Linked DNA regions of Sus scrofa: region 1 is linked to region 2. The links are chromatin contacts, called in public Hi-C maps. All regions are on one chromosome and are shown on one strand. Each heading gives the region's core, a stretch centred on a gene start, on an enhancer-like site or on the middle of the called end of the contact. The rest is flanking DNA. Distances are from core to core; before and after follow the strand shown.

Region 1 (4,308 bases), core at 284-2,783, 140 kb after region 2:
CAGGCTCTGGCTTCCTGGATCTTCTTGTTCTGATAATGGTATATGGTAGGCTAAAGAGAAAAATGGCCAAGAATCAAAAGAACATAACTGGCTTCTATCATGATAACTCCTGGACAGGAACTTTTGCTGTTGTCAGAAACAGTGACATTCAACTAGCACTGAAAATCAGAGAGAAAACTAGCTTATATGTTCACCCTTGCCACTATCTGACCTAACTGCTTGATAGTCTCTTTACCCTACACAGCTATACTACACTAGGCATGAGCCATGCCCCTTCTTTCCACAATATCAAAAAGTTCCCATAAAAATCTGGGTGTCCAGGGAGTTCCTGCTGTGGCTCAGGGTTAACAAATCTGACCAGCATCTGTGAGGATGCAGGTTCAATCCCTGGCCTTGCTCAGTGGGTTAAGGATCTTGCGTTGCCGTGAGCTGTGGCATAGGTCACAGATGTGGCTTGGATCCCGCATTGCTGTGGCTATGCATAGGCCAGCAGTTACAGCTCCGATTGTATCCCTAGCCTGGGAACCTCCACATGCTGTGGGTGCAGCCCTAATTAAAAAAAAAAAAAAAATCTGGGTGTCCAGCTTCTGTTGAAAAAGTAGGAGATCTAGTGAACCTGGACCCAGGTTCTCACATCTCCAGAGTTGGAACACTTGCTTTAAAGCAATGCTTCCAAACCTTTTAAGGAGAGACCCAAATTAAAAAAAAAAAAAAAAAAAAAGACAACAAGTAAATAGCATACTGGGGTCACCAGAAGAAGCTGCTTGATGGAGGCAATGAATTGGATTTCTGGCTACTTCCTCCCACCAAAGTACCCCCAAAGACTGTTGTTATCAACATCTAGTCACATGGGTCACCCATTCTGGTGAGCTACGAACACTGAATGTTTCTAGGCAGAAGAGTGAAATGACCAGCACTGCATTTAAAAAGAGAGCTCTAGCAGTAGTGTAGAGAGCAGACAAGAGGCATCAGATCAGTTACAAGTTTTCCTAGATGAGTGTAGGGAAATGGCTAGGAAGGCTTGTCACAGAGCATCAGAAAAAGAGGGACAGAAAAGAGGGACTCTAGAGACTTCTAAAGCTAGAATCAAAAGACTTGGTGCCAGTAACAGCTTCAGACTTTCCTTACCGCAGGAGTTTACGGGTATAAGTGAAGTCTAATTGGTGTGTGCCAAGTGAATGACAAAAAAATTTACCTGGAGCTCATGTTGTCTTAGAAACTCAAATGTAAGCATGATAAAAAAGCAGCCAGGTCTTCTATCAACTTTAAATGCTTCAGAAGATGGTAGTCCTATGAGAGGCAACTTGATAAGCAACAGGATTTAAAATGTTTAAAACTTATTAAAAGTCTGATAAACAGATTTTCATTTGAGATGTTTGATGTCTTATATATCTTCATAAACCCTGGCTTATGAATATAGGGCTTTTTTTTTTTCCTCCCTTCATCATCACATTTTAGCCTTATCTGATCAAAAGGGTGGGGTTCATATTCCACAACAACCACTAAGCCTCAGCAGAAGCATGGTGTATAAAAGTGAGTTAGGTATGTGGCAGTGAGTATAAATCAAGCAGGTTGCGTCTTGTGCTCTTGTAGTTGATGCTGTGAACATGAACAACCTAATTAAAATACATTCACTAAATTCTGCTGCTGCATTATGATTTTTGTCACCATGGAGGTAGCCTAGGTGTGACTCTTTTTTTCTAAATAAAACTGCTGAGGGGATTTCCTACCTCTTTCCTCCTTTACTCTCTAAAACAGAAGTTTAGAGATTTTTTTTTCTATAAATGATTACATGGGTACTTTGAATTTTAAACTACCTTTTTCTAATGAAAATCCATATTTCATGAAAATATGGTCAGATTTCCCTGAACTCTGGCAGTTAGGAACTCAGGGGACCGTCAAAGGGCAGACTGCAGCTTAGGAGGAGAAGGACTGGCCACACTCTACTATTCTGTGCTGTGCTGTTATCTGGGACAGGCAGCTGCTTTGAATTTTGTGCACAGTTCATTGGAAGACTACAAAAAACACCCTGAAGTCAGACAGAGAGCACATCCATCAAGAGAAGGGGTTTGATCTACTGCATATCTCACTAGGAGTGGGGAAAAAACAGGCAGGAAAATAGAGTGGTTGCAGAGAGATTCCCACTCCACTTTGGTGCAGGAAGGAAGCCTGGCCCTCAGAGACCCAGAAAGGAAAGCAAGCAGCACTAGGTGGATCCTCGCCCATAGTCTGCCACTGCACACAGAGAAGCAAACTTGCATGGCTATCCAGCACTGCCTCCTCGAATAAAGGCTACTGTGAAGATGTGTTTCTATGCCAGGCTGATTGTGGTGGATCCCCCTGTGATCCATGAATCAGAGAGGAGAGGGGCCCTCCAAAGAGAAGAAAGCATGACGTTGAGCTTCCCCAGCCAAGGCCAATGTCCAGAACAGATGTACTCACGGTCCCCAGAAGCACACATCCTGTCCAAAAGGGGTCTGAAAAATCAATAGGGGCCTTTAAAAATCTAGTACTGATCTAATGATCACGTTTACCCTTGGATTTTCCAAGTGTGCCAAGATGATGCTTTTTATTAAAGTATCCAAACTCAGTCCTAAAATAATTTCATCCAGGCCTCAGGATGGGATTAATTTCTATCAGAAACCTTTGGTACAATAAACTTTCCACACAGATTCCCTTAGAAGGAGTGAGATTTTAGATGCACATTCATAAACAGGGAGTATATAATGAGTGATGCCACAAACTGTCATTGTATCCTAACCAAATAACAATTTCATTGCAATAGGAATTCAAGCTCAGTTTCCCCCTTATTTTTTGGTCTATTTACAGCATGACCTAAAAGCATATTAGACATCATAACCAATAATACAAATAAAGATCTGATTTGAAAAAAAAAAGAGAGAGAGAAATAAGATTTAATTTGCACTTTTTCTTTTTTTTTTTTTTTTTTTTTGGCCTTTTTTAGGGCCACACCCACGGCATATGGAGGTTCCCAGGCAAGGGCCAGTCTACACCACAGCCACAGCAACATGGAATCCAAGCCGCATCTGTGACCTACACCACAGCTCACAGCAACGCTGGATCCTTAACCCACTGAGCGAGGCCAGGGATCAAACCCACAACCTCATGGTTCCTAGTTGGATTCGTTTTGCCTGCACCACGACAGGCACTCCTAGTTTGTACATCTTTAAATTTTTCGTATTGGGCCTTTATATATTAAATCATGGAAGACAATAAGTGTAATTTTTATTAGAAAAATAAGACCTATGATATGAGCAAATTGAGTGATATCTTTTTCCTGATGAATCGAGAATTATCTGTTGCACATTTCACCCAGAAAATTAGGCTATTTCTACTTTTGTTTTGATATGACGCATATAATCTTAAGTTAAACTTGGTTAAAATTATCATGTGTTACTGTATATATACCTTCACTGGTAAGCCTTGTCATTTGTGGTATTTTTGTTTCTAGTTGTGGCCTTTTCTTTTCTGCCTAGAGAAGTTCCTTTAGTATTTGTTGTAAAGCTGGTTTTGTGGTGCTGAATTCTCTTAGCTTTTGCTTATCTGGGAAGCTTTTGATTTCTCCTTCAAATCTGAATGAGAGCCTTGCTGGGTAAAGTAATCTTGGTTGGAGGTTTTTTCCTTTTATCATGTTAAGTAAATCATGCCACTGCCTTCTGGCCTGCAGAGTTTCTGCTGAAAAATCTGCCAATACCCTTATTGGGGTTCCCTTGTATGTCATTTATTTCTTTTCCCTAGCTGTTTTCAATATTTTCTCTTTGTCTTTAATTTTGGTCAGTTTGATTAATATGTGTCCCAGGGTGTTCCTCCTTGGGTTTATTTTATATGGTACTTGTTGTGCTTCCTGGATTTGAGTGAGTGGTTCCTTTCCCGTGCTAGGAAAGTTTTCGGCTATTATCTCTTTGAATATTTTTTCTGTCCCTTTCTCTCTCTCTCTTCTCCTTCTGGCACCCCTATAATACGGATGTCGGTGTGTTTAACATTGTCCCAGAATTCTCTGAGACTCTCTTCATTTGTTTTCAATCTTTTTTCTCTTTTCTGTTCTGCATCAGTGATTTCCACTAATCTGTCCTCCACCTAGCTTATTCATTCTTCTGCCTCCTGTATTCTGCTGTTGACTGCTTCTGATGAATTTTTTATTTCAGTTATTGTATTTTGCATCTCTTCGTGTTTAACTTTTATATCTTGTACCTCTTTTCTCAGTGTTTCCTGTAAATTATCCATCTTTGCCTCCAGTTTATTTCCAATGTCTTGCATCATCTTCAGCATCAACAGTCTAAAGTCTTT
Region 2 (3,975 bases), core at 528-3,027:
TCAGCCCACTGAGTGAGGCCAAAGAGCAAAGCTGCATCCTCACAGAGATCAGGTCCTTAACCCACTGATCCACAATGGGAACTCCCCAGGGCATACTCTTTTGTACCTCTTGGGTTTTTGAATAGTGTGCATGGATCACCTACACTTTTTTTTAACAGTTAATTTTTGTCGTGGAGCTTGTTCTGCTTGGAGCAGGGGGCATCTCACCTTGCCCCCGCTTCCCCTCACCCTAAACCCCTCACTCCCAGATGAAGTCCTAACAAGACTTTTAATCCCATGACATTCCTTGGGGATGCCCTCTGCAATAGGATCGGATTAGAGACCTGCTGAACGTTTTCAACCCTGCATTTTTTAGCTAGAATTGATGCCCAGAGAGGGCAAGTGACTGGCTCAAAGTCACACAGCTAATGAATGAAGCTAAACCTCCTGATTCTTTCTTCAATGTTTTTACCGTATGTCCTTAAACATTATCCCTTCCACACAGCAGATCAGACAGTTATTGAACTTCTACAACTATGCCTGAGAGATACCATTAATACAAGCATGCAAGTGGCAGAGAAAACTTATTGACCAGACACCAAACAAGTAAGCACAAGCCTCGCTGCCACGCTATTGATTACATGGCAATAGCAACCCTCACCACTAGTGAAATTTTACTCTATTAACAGCCTCACACTATAAAGGATTATGTAGTTTATTTGGATATTTTTTGGCATGAGTCACAAGACAAACATTTGGAAAATGAAAGCACCATATGCAGAAAGCAGCCTTACTCTTTTGGCGGGAGGGGGCGGGGATGGAGAGGCGATCGGCACAACCTCAACGACCACTAGGTGGCAATAGTGTCCTAACAACACTAAGCAGCAGGCCTGGCACTCTTAGAAAGTGAACGGTGAATCAATACCCCACAATTGACCCACCTGGCTACCCCCAAAGCCTTGAGACTCAGAAAGTGTTATTAGTAAAAGTAATAATCCCTTTATCGCTTGATAATTTATGTCCTCTATTATAACAGCCAAGAACGCTTTAGTTTATCTCAAAAAGCAGGCTCAAACCAGCAGCCCTTGGGCAGAACCTGGTCAGCAGCACTGTGTTTGCCTAGGGCAGTGTTTGGCTTTGTTGTTTTGTTGTAATCCAAAATGCCTTTAGGTGGGGCAGGCCTTTGCCAGTTTGCCAGAACACCCACCACTCTTTAAGGTCTTATTTTAGGCTCTTCCCTACAGTTGCGTGACTCCTGACTGTATTGGAGATTGGGATTCCTGCTGCAGTGTCTTTCTTAAATGCACAATGACGCCACAATTCCAAACTAACTGATCCACCCAATTATCTCAGGCTTTCCCACCTCCAGAGATCTTTTCTCGAGTCACTCCTCCCCCAAGGCTCTCCTCCAGGGCCTGTCTTTTTCTTGCGATCCTTCTTAGTTTTTCTTTTTTTCTTTTTACAGCTGTGCCTGCAGCATATGCAGTTCCCAGGCTAGGGGTCGAATTGGAGCCACAGCTGCTGGCCTGCCAACCACAGCCACTCCAGATTCAAGCCCCGTCTTCTACCTATACTGCAGCTTGTGGCAACGCTGGATCCTTAACCCACAGAGCCAGGCTAGGACATTATGTCAGATTCTTAACCCACTGAGCCACAGAAGGAACTCCCCTTCTCATTCTTGAAGGCCCAGATTCAATGTCACCAGGGTGAAGTTCATTTCCCCCAATCTGTGGCTCGCAGAGCCTGTATACTTCCTGGTCTGTGCTCTTTTTCTGCTCCGTCCCACTAGCTGTTTTTCATATGCCTCAGCTCTTTGTAAAGTTCTCTGCGGGAAGTAAAGAGATGTCTCACTGTTCTGGGTGTGTGTAACAGCGCCCCACCCAGCGTTTCATTTGTTCCCACTCAAAAACTATGCCAACACCTTCTATGGGGACTGACAAGAGACAGGATGGGAGTTCTTCTGTGGTGCGGCGGGATAAGGCTCTGGCATTGTCACTGCAGTGGCTTGGACCTCTGCTGAGGTGCAGGTTCAATCCCTGGCCCAGGAATTTCCACATGCCACAGACACAGCACACAAATAAATAAATAAATAAAGCAAGAGAGAGAAATAGTATGGCTTAGGAAAGTCTTTTATAGATGACCTTTAAAGAAATATAATTTATTGATGAAAGCATATGAAAAATCAGAACTAAGCTGGATTTCCCATTGTGGCGCAATGGAAGCAAATCCGACTGGTATCCATGAGGATTCAGGATCGATCCCTGGCCTCGCTCGGTGGGTCAGGGATAAGGTATTGCTGTGAGCTGTGGTTTTAGGTTGCAGAGGTGGGCTCGGATCCAGGGTTGCTGTGGCTGTGGACTAGGTCAGCAGCTATAGCTCCAATTCAACCCCTCGCCTGGGAACTTCCATATTGCCACAGGTGTGCCCCTAAAAAACAAAAAAGCAAAATACAATGCAATACAATACAAACCAAGCTAAAATGTCACTGTCTCCTGCAGGTACTAAGGGGACATATCGAAGCGTTCAGCGTAAGCCCTGGACTCAGACAGCCTGGGTACACATCATGGCCTCAGTCTTGACAAGCTGGGTCAATAGTAGGATACTAGCAGTAAGACAATGACAGCACCTCCCTTACAGGATTTGTTTTTATTAATATTTTACTCTGAAATAACTTTAGAAAAGTTGCAAAAATTGGGGAGACATGCTCTAAACTCTTCACCTAGCTTCCCCCACTATTAGCCACTTCCATAAGTGCCATTCAGTCATCAAAGCCGGGACACTGACATTGGGACAATGCCATCAACTACATCGACAACCTTGTTCGATTTTCATCAGTTTCCCCGCTGATTTCCCTTTTTGGGCCCAGAATCCAGTCTGGGATTGCTTATTGCATTTGGGTATCACGTCTTCTTCCTCTCCTCCAATCTGTGATGCTTCTGGAAAGTCCAGGCCAGCTATTCCCAAAATGGCCCTCATGTTTTCGCACGAGTAGAGGGAGGTGGTGCAGTTTAGGGCAAGGAGGTGATGCCGTGCCCTTCTCAGCGCATCATCTGTGGAAATACGTGGTGTTTACTCTGTCTTATTCTGGGGAGGTTCAACCTTGATCGCTTGGATAAAGTGACGTAGGGGCGGCAGGTTTCTCCACCGCAAACTTACTATTTTTCCCTTTGAATTAGAAAATATTTGCGGGGAGACCACGCAATGATCCCATTTCTCATCATATTGTCACCCACGCACTGTAGTGGTCACCCAAAGGGCTTTACCCTCAGTGATCCTTAACCACGGGGTTTGCCCAGAGCTAATCATCCGTTTCTCTCATTCCTCCCTCACCCATTTCTTTGGAGGGCTTTTACGAGGATGAAATGAAGAAAGGCAATTACACCAGTGCCCAGTCCACGGTGAAGTGTAAGCCATTTCTGATATTATTAGGAGATATTATGAAAGCTGCCTAATTAATAGAGATAATTTCTGGCTCAAAATAAGTACATCTGAAATGTTTAAGGATGTCCCGAAAGAGTATATCCGGTACGAACTTGCTAGAAGGCCGTAACAAAATACACTCGGAGTGGCTTAAACAGCAGAACTCTATTTTCCCACAGTTCTGGAGGCTGGCAGTCCCAGATCAAGGTGACAGCTGATGTGGGTTTCTTCTGAATCATTTCTCCTTGGCTTGCAGGTGGCCACCTTTTCCTGGTGTCCTCACAGGCTGTCCCCTCCGCCTGCAGCCCCCTGCCTGGTGTCTCTTCCTGGGTCCAAATTTCCTCTTCTTCTAAGAACACCAGTCTGCAGTTCCCATCGTGCATGGCTCAGCGGAAACCAGTCTGACTAGTATCCATGAGGACGCGGGTTTGATCCCTGGTCTCGCTCAGCATTCGCATGAGCTCTGGTGCAGGTCACAGAGGCGGCTCGGATCCTGCATTGCTGTGGCTGTGCTATAGGCCAGCAGCTGTAGCTCCAATTGGACCCCTAAGCCTGGGAACCTCCATATGCCATGGG

The links. A called contact is a pair of places that touch in the nucleus more often than the background predicts.
Region 1: a contact with region 2 is called in a Hi-C map of blood, with 2.6 times the contacts expected there. The contact joins two enhancer-like sites. A contact is called at or near these places in 4 of 47 Hi-C or Micro-C datasets (blood, mesenteric adipose tissue, retroperitoneal adipose tissue and 1 more) and 1 of 2 datasets of contacts at active chromatin or transcription factors (skeletal muscle).

Annotation. Positions count from the first base shown.
Region 1 is chr4:117,168,353-117,172,660 of Sscrofa11.1, forward strand. All of the region lies in intron 3 of LOC106508363 (a long non-coding RNA gene), which reads right to left. Among named protein-coding and RNA genes, the nearest start is that of DPH5, 99 kb to the right of the region's middle. Within about 2 kb of position 1,534, at least 8 of the 83 cell types and tissues checked have an H3K27ac peak or open chromatin away from gene starts, as enhancers often do.
Region 2 is chr4:117,025,909-117,029,883 of Sscrofa11.1, forward strand. No RefSeq gene overlaps it. Among named protein-coding and RNA genes, the nearest start is that of S1PR1, 42 kb to the right of the region's middle. Within about 2 kb of position 1,778, at least 25 of the 83 cell types and tissues checked have an H3K27ac peak or open chromatin away from gene starts, as enhancers often do.